Linked DNA regions of Mus musculus: region 2 is linked to region 1. The links are chromatin contacts, called in public HiChIP or PLAC-seq maps. All regions are on one chromosome and are shown on one strand. Each heading gives the region's core, a stretch centred on a gene start, on an enhancer-like site or on the middle of the called end of the contact. The rest is flanking DNA. Distances are from core to core; before and after follow the strand shown.

Region 1 (7,132 bases), core at 2,477-4,976:
CTAAATCCAGTAAATACTAAGGGGCATGTTAAAACATAGGATTCAGGTCTCTCTCTCTCTCTCTTATCATAGTTATTCTGATGTCTGTTTTTGTTTGTGAACTGAACAAACTGGAAGATAGAAAAGATATAAATGTTTAGCTTATTTTGGACATAATTTGCTTATTCTATTGTGCTATATTAATAGTTTGAATTAGAGGACCAAGGTCTGAGGTGAAGGTATTTGTTTTCAGTGGATAAGTTAACTGCCACACTGCAGGACTGCAGCCTCTCTTATGATTTGGGATCTCGAGGTGAGAAACTTGGGATTGGCCCAACAGAGTGTACTGAATTACTCAGTTCACCTTGGAGGAAGGGAACCTGGAGACAAGACGTTTGTGGAAGTCTGAAATTACATTCTTGTGATTGATTATCTGCCTTAGCAAGGTGCCTTACCCACCCCATCGTGGTAGCAACTGACCTGTGGTAACTGACACCCTCAAAGAAGATCACGTAGACGAGAGATAGGAAATGTACACACGAATCCTTTCGAGATAATAGAAGAGAGCGCACATCAAGACTTAATGGCAGGCCATTCACAATAACAAGTTAGCAGGTGGTGTTATGGTCGAACAGAGCACGTCTTCTCCTTTTACAATGTTCTCACAATAATGTAGAGACCTAGTTTGTATGAATTGGTTTCTTTTTAAAAAATATTCGCTTAGAAGAGAGCTGTACAGGTGCTTGCTGTTTTGTGTGTTTTCGCTGGCTTGTTTTGTGTGGTTTATAACACAGTAGCTGTTAGAGAGCGACATCTAGTGTTTGTGCAAGTGACACTGGGTAGGAAGGAAAGAGCTAGCTTGAAGCCTTCCTTCCCTGCAGCTAATCCTTAGAGCAGGGACATTTACTGATGACAGTGTGGCCAGTCCCACAATAGCCTACAGGTCTGTAGTACATCTAGTGTCATTTCAATCTTAAGTTTCTGAGGTGGCAGCAACCAAGCATTGCATGCATGCTCTGCTGTTTCTGTCTCCTTCCCTATGCAGATTCTCTCAAAGTGAATTTTTTTTTAAATAAAAGAACGATATGGAAAGGAGAGCCAATTAGATATGCTAGTACAAAATAGAAGAGGATGAAAGACATATAGATTTTAGCCAAAAACCAGAAGCTTGCGTGAATTGGAGACTAACTAAAGGGCGTGACTGACACCTTTTATGTGAGTTTCATGTGTACAAAGACGACTTCTTAGAGCTGACCTTTCTTCAGGGCAAAGCTCACCTCTTATGGCAGAATTTTATGCTACAAAGTTGAGAGTCTATGAGACATCCTAGTGAGGTGTTTTCTTAGAGAGGGTTAGACCTGAATATGATGTGCAAGTGAAAAGATAAACTTATAAAATGTATCATGTTTCTGCTTCCAAGGCTTCAAATGTTTGAAAGTTTATGTGTTAGTGCGTAATGGGAATGCTTTCCTGTTTTGTCTGTGGTTCTGCACATCTCATGCTCCATCCGGCAGAGGAGTATCTAACCAACTAGTCTATAGGCATCAGTCCTCTGCTCTCTCCCTCAGCCTCTCCAGTGCTCTCCTGCAATGCAGTGCTGGTTCCCATTGCCATCTGGGCTGTTGCACTCCCAGCACTCTCTCAAGGGCCCTCTTCATCTGGTCTCTGCCTCCTCATTCCTGTCTTATTCTTGTCCCTATTGGCAACCTTTGGAAGTCCTCAGAGCAGCAGAAAAGCTTTCTGGGGGTGGGGTGGACACTGTTTAATCTTCCTGAAATGCCCTTCTCTTGTAGGCTCACCCTTTGTTTTCTTAAGGATTTTGTTCAGAGATATTTCTGCCTTTTCCCCTTAGATTATGCTGTCAAGGCAGAGATAGTGCTTCTTTTGTCTATCTCTAGTCTTTCTCATGGTACCTGGCACAGAATGGGTACTTAACAAGAATATTAATTAATTAGTTTATTAAAAGGTAACTTAAACCTATACCATCTGAATGGTGCATTTATTGAATTTATTATTTTCTTGTGAGTACATGTCTCTTGCATTTCTTATTTCTCAGCATTTTGAACAATTTATATCTACATTATTTTATTATAATATTTTCAGTTGCTATTTCTCTTATATTAAATGATTTGGAGAATCTATTTTTATTAACATATTAAATGCCAGTTATGTAAATACAGCTCACTGCTACAGGATCTTTATGCTCTATTCTTATTAGGGAACTACTTTGATTAATCCTTGTTGCTAGAAGGTGAATTATGTACTTTGTTGAAGAAGGGAAGATATGTGGCTGATATAATTCTAGCTCAGAAACACCTTTCCTTAAACTTCAGATATATAAAAGCATACGTAGGTGACTATATAATTTTCAGATCATTACCACCCACCCTTTAATGTGTATGTCTGAGGTAGATGTAATTTGCTTCAGAAACACCAGGAACTGCATTGCTGTATAGGCCCATGGTGTGCTTTGGGTCCCTGTTGTCCTCACTTTCTCACTGTCCTGACGTCCACTCTGTGACTCATGATCACTTCACCGCAGCTGATGAAAAGGCCAAGGTCAGCCTTGTTGCTGTTGTTTAAGGAATATACTACATTTTCTATTTGGTTTTTGCCTAGTGCTTTTTAGATTTATATTGAATTTACAACTTTAAGTGTGTTTTGTCCAGGCATTTCTTGTGTGTGTTCTTTTATGTGGTTCTGGGGAGTTCGTGATGTGTACTGTACTGGCTCATGGGGTAATCTGTAATAGTCTAGTTTAGTGCTAACCATGCTTTCCATCCTCATTAGTTAATATTTTATGATTTCAGAAGGTTATCTAATTACATATCTACTTCATTAGTTTCCCCAAGTTTTCATCATCTCTTCAATATAACACTTGAGTCTTTAAGAACATAAATCAGAAACACTAAAACTCAATTTTCCTTTTTATTTACTTTGTTTTTGAGGACACATTTCAATTTTTCTTTGGGATTGTCTCTTTTGTGGAACCATCATTGCAGCTGCATGGTACTTGCATGGAATAAAGTCACCCCCCACCCCCCGCCCTTTTTGCTGCTTTGGGTTAACTTAAGTAAACAAAAACCTTTGTCATTAGGATACCTTTGTCTTTTTAGGTCTTCATTGATGTCCTAGTTAGGGTTTACTGCTGTGAACAGACACTGTGACCAAGGCAACTCTTACAAGGACAACATTTAATTGGGGCTGACTTACAGGGCTAGAGGTTCAGTCCATTATCACTAAGGTAGGAACATGGCAGCATCCAGGCAGGAGGAGCTGAGAGGTCTACATCTTTATCTGAAGGCTGCTAGCAAAAGACTGACTTCCAGGCAACTAGGATGACGGTCTTAAAGCCCACACTCACAGTGACACACCTATTCCAACAGGGCCACATCTCCAAATAGTGCTACTCCCTGGGCCAAGCATATTCAAACCATGACAATTGATAATCAGGTTTTCAGTATCTTGGTTGATTAAAAAAAATGTAGAATGTCTGATATGTCTCTCTTTAAAAACAGTATGTTCCATATTTATTTTAAATGTCCTTTTTGTGTTGTTTGCTTGTTTGTTTGTTTGTTTGTTTTTCGAGACAGGATTTCTCTGTATAGCCCTGGCTGTCCTGGAACTCACTCTGTAGACCAGGCTGGCTTCAAACTCAGAAATCCGATTGCCTCTGCCTCCCAAGTGCTGGGATTAAAGGCCTGAGCCACCACGCCCAGCCTTTTTTGTATTGTAAATTAAGTCTAAGTTCTTAGAGATTTTAAGTCTGTTTTCTCCTGGGCTAAGAAATCATTATCTTTTAAGCAATGACCTAAGCATGTATTGAGATGTAAAATGTTTGGAGACACAGTTACATTTTCAGTTTTATTAACTGCCACCTAGTGCTTCCCTGCCATGGTTGGTTGGTTGGTTGATTTCTTGATTTCTTTCTTCTTTCTTTTCCTTCCCCTTACCTTTTTTTTTTTTTTGACAGGATTTCTCTGTGTAGCCTTGGCTGTCCTGGAGCTCTATAGACCAGGCTGGCCTCAAACTCATGTGTGTGTGTGTGTGTGTGTGTGTGTGTGTGTGTGTGTGTGTGTACTAAAACTAGAATTCCTTTGATTTCTTTTCATGACTTTTTATCGATCTGTTTGCTTGTGCCACTGCTTATTAGAAAATATTGTGTGCTAGGCACTGGTCCTGATGTTGAGGATACTTGATGTATCACTAAAGTGTAAGTCCTTTCTCCCAGGGAATCCAGCTGTAATGGCAGAGTGGGCCTTATGCCTGTCCACCTGAGAAGAATGCTGGAAGGTTGTTTTGAAGTGGTTGCGTTCCAGGAGGTGAAATGTGAATTTAGTATTTACAGTGACCAATAGGAATCTGACAATACAGAACTGTGTTTTACTTATTCCATAACAGCATGCTGAGAGATTAAGTAGTATTGTGTAGTAGAAAGGATTTCTGGTATAAGTAATAAAGCATTTTTTTGAGCTAAAATGTATTCATTTTATTGTTAAGATTATCTGTTTGTTTGTTTTAGCTCTGTCTTACTTGAATTTAAAGGTTCTAAACAAGTATTGACCGCTAGTGAAAATACTCTGTTTATATCAGAGTTGAGTTATTTTTAGTAACTGGTAAAAATCCACCAGACGGTAGTGAAAAAGATGTGTCCTGTAGGTTGATATGGAAGTGTGTGCAGGCTGTCCGTGGTTCCTTCTGAAGCCAGAAGTTGTGTAGTCAAGACACCCACAGAATGCTCTCCTGAAGGGACTTCCAATTCTCAATCTAAGTTCCCTGTACATTTGTTACTTCCAAGGTCAAGGAGCTAGGATGTCTGTTCTTTTAAAGGAAGTCTGTTTCCTCCCAGGGCAGCATCTTCTCTTCGCACAGCATCATGCCCTACAGCTGGTTTGGGGAAGGGTTACTCCCTGGCTCTCTAGTCCCGAGCTGAACAGGTTTAATTGGCTAGTGTTTCAGGTAGATTAACTGGTCTGCATTAGTATCTTCCTCATTCTTCACTGCTTTCCATGTAGACTTGAAATCAAGTGTGAACCAACTTGGCGTGCTGCAGTCATCTGGTAATAGTTTGGGGAACAAAAAGTTTCCCATCTAAATTAAATGAAGACTGGTGGTTTTAAAGTTCATGGTAGCATCTTGTATAAACTCCAGCTTATGTTTCATATTATTCCTGGTCATGCAGTATGTTCTGAAGAAAAAGTAGCTATAGATAATCAGTTAAAAGAATGACAGATTCCCTGATGTGCTGATCGGTAGTAAGACCTAATTTCGATTTTGAGTGTGCTGTAATGGATTACCATATAGATTCAGCTGAGCACTGAGCATTAAACAGAGTCATGTGTTTTCCAGAAAAGTAATATTTATTCACACTGTGTGGCTTTCTTGAAATTTTTTTATTTTATTCTCCAGTGAAACTACAAACAAGATGTCAATAGCTTATGTGGCATTCACAGCAGTATAGCTTAGAATATCAGCTGCAGTACATGAAATGCCAGATTGCATTTGCCTCACCAAAGGTAGGCTTCATCTGGGACTTCTGAGGCACAGGCTTAGCATTTAGACTGGGTAGTTGTGTTTGGCTCTTTATTTATTGACCCTCATAGGATTTAATCCATAAAAAGCACCCCTCACAATATTAGTGTCCAGAAAGATGCGTTAGTATGGCTATTGTTTCAGTCTCTGAATTGTTGTATAAAATTCTGTCATTTAGGAAATATTCTTTTAAAAAAACTAGTGTGTGTGTGTGTGTGTGTGTGTGTGTGAATCTGCTTGTGAACGTGCATGCCCATGTACCATGGAGTGCATATGAAGGGGAAGCTTGTGGAAGTTAATACTCTTGCTTCCATCATAGGTCCTGGGAATTGAACTCAGGTTGTCAGGCTTGATGGCCAGTGAATTTATCTATCAGCCCATCTCACAGGTCCTTCTGGAATTATTACATTCATTAGACCCAATGTTTCATATCTAAACCTTGGAGTTTCTTTCTTTTTCTTTTTTTTTTTTTTTTTTTTTGGTTTTTCGAGACAGGGTTTCTCTGTGTAGCCCTGGCTGTCTTGGAACTCACTCTGTAGACCAGGCTGGCCTCGAACTCAGAAATCTGCCTGCCTCTGCCTCCCAAGTGCTGGGATTAAAGGCGTGTGCCACCACATCCAGCTTGGAGTTTATTTCTTAATCTCCTTAATGTAGCCCCATTCCATAAATCTGAATACTTACGAGAAGTAGTAAGGCCTGTCCTGACCTGACCTTACGTGAATTGGAGATGATTTTGTGGGAGACTTGGACAATATGGAAACATCTTTACGCTTACCTGTTTGATGCTTTTTCTGTTTTCTTATATTAAAAGGTGCTTTTTCATTGCCATATACTAATAAAAAAAACAACTGAGGAATATTAATATCTATTTTGGAAACTGAAAAGTAGTTTGGTTTCTATTAAAAGTTAAAAATCTGAAAACCAGTGGGCATGTCATATCAAGACAAAATCCACTCTGAATCTTTTTTTTTTCTTTCTTTCTTTTTTTTTGGCTTTTCAAGACAGGGTTTTTCTGTACAGCTCTTGCTGTCCTGGAACATGTTCTGAAGACCAGGCTAACCTCAAACTCAGAGATCCACCTGCCTCTGCCTCCCCTGTGCTAGGAATAAAGGCATGCACCACCACGGCCTGGCTCACCCTGAATCTTTAATACACTTAGCACCTTCTTGAAGAGTGGTATCCAGAAGTGGTCCTACCTTGTAGCTAGGAGCTTCCCTCGAAGGAGAATACAGAAGAAGGTGAGCTCTTGGCTCAGGCAAACAGAACTGTCAGGAAGTAGGCAGCGAACCATAGGAGGACTTCACGTCCATCCATGTGAAGCCACTTCTGAATGAATTGGAAACAGCTGGGGGAGCATCTGGCCCCTGAAGTGGGGTACACTTCTCTTAGGGTTCCAGCCTTTCAATCTGATGAGAATAAGCGAATTAATAATTTAAACATTACTGTGGCACACAACAAAGATGAGTTGCTCAGATTCCCCTTTAGTTTGCCACCTACTGTGAGAGAGGCATGGGTGATAGCTTCTGGGTCTTAGTGCCTTCAGTCTTCCTGTGGCGTGCTCTTTTCTCCATGGGCCTGGAGTATAGCAGCTCACTTCCAGCTGCCTGGGACTGTGCTCCAG
Region 2 (7,132 bases), core at 2,475-4,974, 45 kb before region 1:
TAAGACAATGACCTTGAACTTCCAGTTGTTTATCTTCCTCCTCCTCCTCCCTCTCCTCCTCCTCCTCCTCCTCCTCCTCCTCCTCCTCCTCCTCCTCCTCCTCCTCCTCCTCCTCCTCCTCCTCCTCCTCCTCCTCTTCTTCTTCTTCTTCTTCTTCTTCTTCTTCTTCTTCTTCTTCTTCTTCTTCTTCCTTCTTCTTTTGCCTTTACTTCCCTATAGGATGGTGGATTATAGGCATGTGATTCCATGTCCACTTTGACATATTAGAAAAGAGCGCAGAACTTTATACATGCTAGGCAAGCACTGTCCCTGAATCAGGCAAGCATAGGAAGTAGTTTAGTAGTACTGGATTTTAATTGTTTTTTTTTTTCCACAGCCCTAGTCTAATAATAGTGTACTTGGCAGTCTGAGACTGTTACCTCGATGAACAATGCACACACACTTCACTCCTAACAATGTACCTGGCAACTTGCTAGCAACCAAGGACCTTTCCATTTGCTGCTGCATACACACCCCTCTCTGAACAGTGGGATACTGTTTCTCCTCTCTTTAATGACCATCAAACATAGACAGATTCATCTCTATCAGAATAGAAAGAATGATCTAGCCCAAGCAAGTTTGGGTTCATGCTCAGTAAGACAACACTGTGTGCACCTATGGATTTTCTATTTACCATTTTATGCTTATGCATAACTGGGCATGGATATGATTAAAATAAGACACTTTATGGAGCAAAGCTAGCATAATTCATATCTATTAACCATGATGGAGAAGTACCCCTTAATTACTAAATAACTCATTCTCTTCTTCTTTTTTTGCCCCCGCCCCAAATTACTGCTCCAAGCACTAATTAGGACCTTTGAGTATTTTCACACATGCTGCCTGCTGCTCCCTACTGTGCATTCTCATCTTTTTTCTATTGCTTTGCTTTAAATAAAGTTTCCTCTCTACTTTGCAATTTGTGTAGGCTTTTATTTCATTGTTGAATAAGAGGCCAAGAACCTGGAAACACCCAAGGCAGACAGCACCTCCTCTAACTACTGGTAACATCCTGTCTTTTTTTTTTTTTCTTTCTTTCTTTCTAAGTGTTATTTCAGAGTAGCATTACTTTGTCTGTTACAAGCTAAATTTTTCTTTTTTAGATTTTAATTTTTTTTTTTACATTTTGTGATTGTGTAAGTCTGTGCTAGGTATGTGCTGATGGCTGCAGAGGTCAGAAGAGAATGTCACACACCCTAGAGCTGGAGTTACAGGTGATTTTGAGCCACCTACATAGGTGCTGGGAACAGAATTTGGATCCTCTGGAGGAGCAGCAAGTGCTCTTAACTACCGAGCCAATTCTCTGGCCCCACATACTGATCTTTATTTTATGTGTATGGGTGTATGTCTGTGCCCTGTGTGCACATCTGTCCTCAGAGGCTGGAAAGGGCATCTGACCTCTGAGACTAGAGTTATAGATGGTTGTGAGCCACCATGGAAGTGCTGGAAATTGAACCTGGCTCCTGTAGTCGAACAGCCAGAACTCCTAAGCACTGAGGCATCTCTCCAGCCCCAAGTTTTAAACTTTGAATTTCATGTTTGTTATTTATTGATTAAGGCGGCAATGGAGTGTCTGAAAAGTACTTGACACTCTAAAGCCCAAGGAAGAAGTAAGTAACTTCAGGGTGAATAATTTCCTCAAGGGGTTAGAAGACCAACAAGAGGATTTTTTGAGAGAACAGCAACAATCAAAAAACCCCAACAAAACAAAACTGGGAGGTGTCCTGGGTAAATAAGCATCAAAACACTAATACGTGATTCTTTTAAAAAGGGAGGTGGGTGTTGCAGTCTTATGTCTTCACTCTGTAAGTATGATAGATGAGATGAACTTACATGCATAGATGCCTGGTTTTTGTCTATCCAGTTTCTAACACTGCCATATATTTAGCATACAGAAATGCATATATTTGTCTAGTTTTTCCTCCTCAGTTGGATTGGAAGCTCTGGCAGTGAGAGAACTGCTTCTTGTAATATCTGTTATTTCCTGGGCTTAGGATCTTGTTTTTACACCATAGGTCTTTACTAGATGTTTGCTAATAATGAGAGCTCACATTGCAAGAGAAAAATTGATTTCAGTGGGATAAATTCATTTTACTTTTTCAATCAGTGTAAGAAAAGATGTCCTTGTTCAAAGGAATGGAACAGTGAACATGTGTTTTAAAATCTGAAACAGGGCACAGGATAAACTGATGGTGACAAATACTCTTGCCGTAATGTTAGAGACAGCATCACTTCTCTCCCTTACAACAGAATTGGGGAGATTATGGCCTTCATCTATGATGTCATCTGGGGATGCAGGAGGCGCAACAGCTCTCCCATCATCCTAGGCATGGAGATTACATCTCTAGGTCTGTGAGATTTCTGCTGTTAGGTGATCTGTCTGTAGTCTGTTTTGTTTTGTTTTGTTTTGTTTTTTTGGCTAAATACTGTTCCTTTGGGTATATCTTAGTCGTAGCCATGCTATTTTGATAACTCTAAAAATAGAATTTACCAGAACGGAGAAGTTTTTGCATGCTGAGTTGAAATGTGTAGGGCTGCTTTATCATCTTTTTTTTTTTTTAACTTAATGAGTTTATTGAGTGCCTGTAGAGATCAAATACCAAGCTTAATACAAGGGTGTGTACATTTCTAGCACTTTCCTCCACTAGAGAAAAAGACTCTTGGATTATGCCTATTTGGATGAAAAACATGTGATTCTAAGGTGCCTCTTTAGGTACTTGCTAATAAAGCCAAAATATCAAACCTTGGGGATCCAGATGATAATAAACAATTATATAGTCAGTTTTCTGGTAAGAAATCATTTGAGCATCTTCTGTCTTAAAGTCTTGCTTCAGTGAATAGGCATCTGGCCTTAAAAAGCATGTTGGCCCGAGAGTCAGGTCCTTCAGGTTCTATTTCTGGTTCTGTTATTGGATTGCTATGAGGCCTTGCATAACCCAGGAGCTCTATCCGCAAAGCAAGAGGCAAGACTGACCTCTGCACTTGAGATTGGGTTCCAGATGCCTTGGGGACTGAGTGGACCTCACTGGACAACAGGCCCACTCTTCTCTGCTACCAAAGCCATTTATTTACTTTAGTGTGAAATTAGAGATCAGATTTTGACATGGCCACACGTGCTTTGTCTTGCTCCTTAGTGTGAATCCAGAAGTAAAAAAAAAAAAAAAAAATCTAGAAATAGTTTTCAAAATTTAAAAGTCCTACAGCTTTTCTTACTTTGTGTGTGTCTGTGAGAGAGTGGGGGGTTGGGAGGGGTAGGTACGCAGGCCAGGCAGTAGAGGGGAGGGAGTGTGAGTTTCAAGGGTGGCATCTAGCACTCTGGAAAGCAGGTCGCTGCGCTTCGTCTTGTGGGGACTACAGTTCCCGGGAGCACTTGCGGCCCATATAGGGGCGGGAGCTCGCGGTCCTGGTCATATGGAAAACACCGCAATCTGATTGGAGGTCACTGCGCAGACTCGAAGCTGGGCGCGCGTCCCCGCGAGGTTCCTAGCCTCAGGCTCCTAGTGCGTGAACAGTCCGGGATGTGCGCGTGCGTCGCGCCGGAGGGCGGACCAGAGGCACCCGTGGGGCGGGGCCGAGGGTTTCGCATCGACACCGCCTTCCTGCCCCGCCCCTGACCGTTCGGCCCGCCCCTCCTTCCTGGAGCCTCCGCTGAGGCTGAGGCGGCGAGGCGGCCGGGAGGGGGGCGGCTTGTGGCCGGAGCGACACGCGCCCGTCGCGACCCTATGCAGTGACTCGTGCGGCGCAGGCGCCTCCTGCCCCGCCGGCGGGGCCCAGGCTTACCGCGGCGGGATGTTCTCCCGAAGGAGCCACGGAGATGTGAAAAAGTCCACGCAGAAGGTGCTGGACCCCAAGAAGGACGTGCTGACCCGCCTGAAGCACCTGCGGGCGCTGCTGGGTGAGGCGTGGGGCGTGGGCTGTGGGTCAGAGCCACCTGCCGGGAGGGCCGGGTCCCACCCGCGGCGTGGGCCTGATGGGGTCTCAGGTCCGAGTGATGTAGAGAGCTGGGAATGGTGCGCAGCCGACCTTTGCTAGCCTAGATCGGGACCCTTGAGGCATTGTTCCTGAAGGCTGTACGTTGGCCCTGGGCGCTGCTCTGTCGTCCCAAGTGTAAACTTAGCCAGGATTCTCTTTTGGGTGCCTAGCCTCGGGTAACCTCTGTGCCTGAGAGCAGGCACAGAGGTGACTATAAGCTGTCCTCTCCAGGAAATAAACCAAGCACAAGTGGGGCGGGCTTGAACACACACACACACACACACACACACACACACACACACACACACACACGCACACGCAGCCCTACCTCTCTGCCACCTCCTCTCTGCCACCTCCCTCTCCCTCTCCCATTCTAAAAATTTAAATTCTTGACAACTTGGGTTAGACCAATAGCTCATGTGGTCCCATCACAGACTTCGTTGAACTACCATCTCTCACTCACTCTCCTTTTAAAATGTTACTATGTTTGAGTGTAAGACTTTAGGTAGGATTGATTTCAGCTGACCCCAGGACAGATTAGATGTCATTTCTTCTCTCCTGCCCTTCTCTCTTTTAAATTTACATTTTTTGGGGGTTGGGGGAGGGAGGATGGAAGGGTCCGGCTGATAGCTGTTTCCTTGGGTCTTTGGTGTGAAGGGGGCTCTGATCAGAGGAAGCTAGGCTTTCTTTGGGTCCAGGGAGGCAGCTTCTCCCTTATCATCAGAGTGACAACCATTACTCCCTTTTGCCTTCCCTATTCATGGCCTGCAGGGTGGAGGTTCTGCAGAGCCCAAGTGGGCCTGGAATTGACTTGTGATGGCTTGAAAGCTCTCCCCTGTGGGTGTGAAGTGTCCACAGGTTATCTGATGCTGGTGATGTGTAGCTTGGCTAGGCTATGCATTAGTTCTATCTTCTGTCTGTCTGGACAGACTTATCTGTATTTGGGGGCCAAGGAAAAGACAGGTTTCTTCTACATATGTATACTGTTGAAACAATAATAAAAAATTAAAAACCCAGTGTTTTTAAAATTTTAGACCATCTGCCACTTGAGAAAATAGGGCACAAAAGAATTCATTTTATAGGTGAGAATTTTAAGCATTCTTGTTAATGAGATTAAGAGTTGCTAATTATTTCTATTTATATTGTGTAAACTATTTCTGAGTGGGGGATTGGCCAGCCAATCAGCCAACCAATGAACCAACCAAATGCAAAACTCAAAACCATGACTGTTGCCTCAAAACCTACTCCCTTCCCCCTCAAAACCCACCAGATTTTGACAACTGAAGTTACTATCTCAGATCCCCAGATATTACACTTAATGTGTTCAGTTTATAATGAATGTAAATCAGTTACTGTTAGAAGGATTAGTTTCTGGACTTCTGAAAGCAAAATGTGATGTTCTTGGTAAGTTGAACTTTCTCCTTCCTGTAGTGAAATGTCTAGGCACACAAGTGCTTTGTGTTGGGTCCTTAGTATCTGATTAGTTCCTGCTGCAGGGGCATTCTTGATAAAGGAGAACTGAACAGTATTTTAAGGCATTTGATACTTTGGAACTTTTTCTGTGCTGAAGAATTTAAACCTTTGTTCTGACCAAGAAGGCCAAGATTAAGTTGGCTACATTTTATAAAGACAGAAAACCTAGACCAGAGTGGTTTCTTAGAGATACACTGTCTTTGTTACCGTCCAGAGAAAATGGATACTTTCAGGTCTGAGTATCCTTAATTTCTCCCCTAAGGTGTGTGGCTCCTTCCAGGTGCAAGTGGCAGGGATAGGCTGTGAACCTGGCCAATGGCATCTCTTTATGATTTTATCTTTTTAATGTGTGTGTGTGTGTGTGTGTGTGTGTGTGTGTGTGGTGGGCTTTGTGCTAGTGAGTATAGTTACCATAGAGGCCAGTAGACAGATCCCCTGGGGCTGGAATTAAAGGTGATTGTGAATTGCTCTGAGGGACTACTGGGAACCAAATTCTGTATAAGAGCAGCAGGTGCTCTTAACCTCTGAGCCATGTCTGCAGCCTGAATCATCTTTGTATGTGAAAAAAAAATCTGTTTAAAATACTGTTTGCGGTGTAGAGTTCTTCCATATTTCATTAGGAATACTTTTGTTGTTGATGGTGGCCAAGTTTCCTTTATGTCCTACTGTGATCTTTAACTTTAGGGGCTCTTTTTTTTTTCAAAAAAATAAAAATAAAATTGAGGAATTCTATATACATGGTCTAGACCTAGGCCTCCCTGCTCATATGTAGCAGATGTGCAGCTTGACCTTCATGTGAGTCCTGAACAACTGGAACAGTATTCCAAAAGCTGTTGCCTGTATGTGGGATATGTTCTTCTAGCTGGGGTGCCTTGTCTGACCTCAGTGGGAGAAGTGCCTAGCCTTGTAGAGACTTGATGTGCCAGGGTTGGGAGGATACCCACAGGGGTTCCCACCTGCTCAGAAGAGAAGGGGAGGGGAGAGGGGTGAGGGAGTCGGGGGAGGGGGAGGGAGAAGGATTGTGGTAGGGATGATTGAGAGGGGGGCAGTGAACAGGAAGTAAAGTGGATAAGTTAAAAAAATTAAATTTAATTTTTTAAAAATTGAGGAGTTCTAGCCGTAATATTTGGTGTAAACTTTTGCTTTACAATAGTAGTTTGACGACTTTAAAGAAAACTAGTGCATTAAAGTATTAATTCCCACAGCATCAAATATTTTATCTGGTTATTACCTTTAAAAAAGACAAAGTATTATTAAACTGAAAGATAGGAGTTAAGTCAATGTGAAGGCAACTGAAGGGAATGAATTTAATTAGTATTGCACATTATGTATGTGTTTCAACTCTTGCTTGTCACTCAAGTGAAATAGGGCTGGTATTTTTTCACATATAAGGATGATGCTACTGGTCAGAGTCTGCAGCTTGTCACTGCCTGCTACTTGTAGCATCACAACTTGGGGCAGTACCTAGCCTGCTCTTGAACCTCAGCTTTGTTACTCTGGATATGGTACAGTGAGAGTATGATACGTAATGATGTCAGCTTGGAGCAGGCATTTACCAGATTCTTCTTTATTGCTTTCTTCCCACCATTAATAGGATACTTTTTTTTTTTTTTTCCCCCGAGACAGGGTTTCTCTGTGAAACCCTGGC

Evidence for each region. HiChIP or PLAC-seq counts read pairs in DNA pulled down with a chosen protein or histone mark.
Region 2: a contact with region 1 is called in an H3K27ac HiChIP or PLAC-seq map of embryonic stem cells, with 5 read pairs. The contact joins the promoter of Ralgapa2 here to the enhancer-like site in region 1. A contact is called at or near these places in 5 of 39 promoter capture datasets (the 3T3-L1 cell line, 3T3-L1-derived adipocytes and liver), 11 of 484 Hi-C or Micro-C datasets (the AML12 cell line, brown adipocytes, embryonic stem cells and 4 more), 4 of 115 datasets of contacts at active chromatin or transcription factors (CD8 T cells, embryonic stem cells, hepatocytes and 1 more) and 2 of 9 other capture datasets (adipose tissue and liver).

The regions. Positions count from the first base shown.
Region 1 is chr2:146,463,590-146,470,721 of GRCm38.p6, reverse strand. All of the region lies in intron 3 of Ralgapa2 (Ral GTPase activating protein, alpha subunit 2 (catalytic)), which reads left to right. Among named protein-coding and RNA genes, the nearest start is that of Ralgapa2, 45 kb to the left of the region's middle. Within about 2 kb of position 3,726, at least 4 of the 459 cell types and tissues checked have an H3K27ac peak or open chromatin away from gene starts, as enhancers often do. A contact at or near this core is called in embryonic stem cells, where this site is marked.
Region 2 is chr2:146,508,596-146,515,727 of GRCm38.p6, reverse strand. Ralgapa2 (Ral GTPase activating protein, alpha subunit 2 (catalytic)) reads left to right here and starts at 3,724. Exons shown (of 41, transcript NM_001033348.3): 1 at 3,724-3,934. The coding sequence starts at 3,829.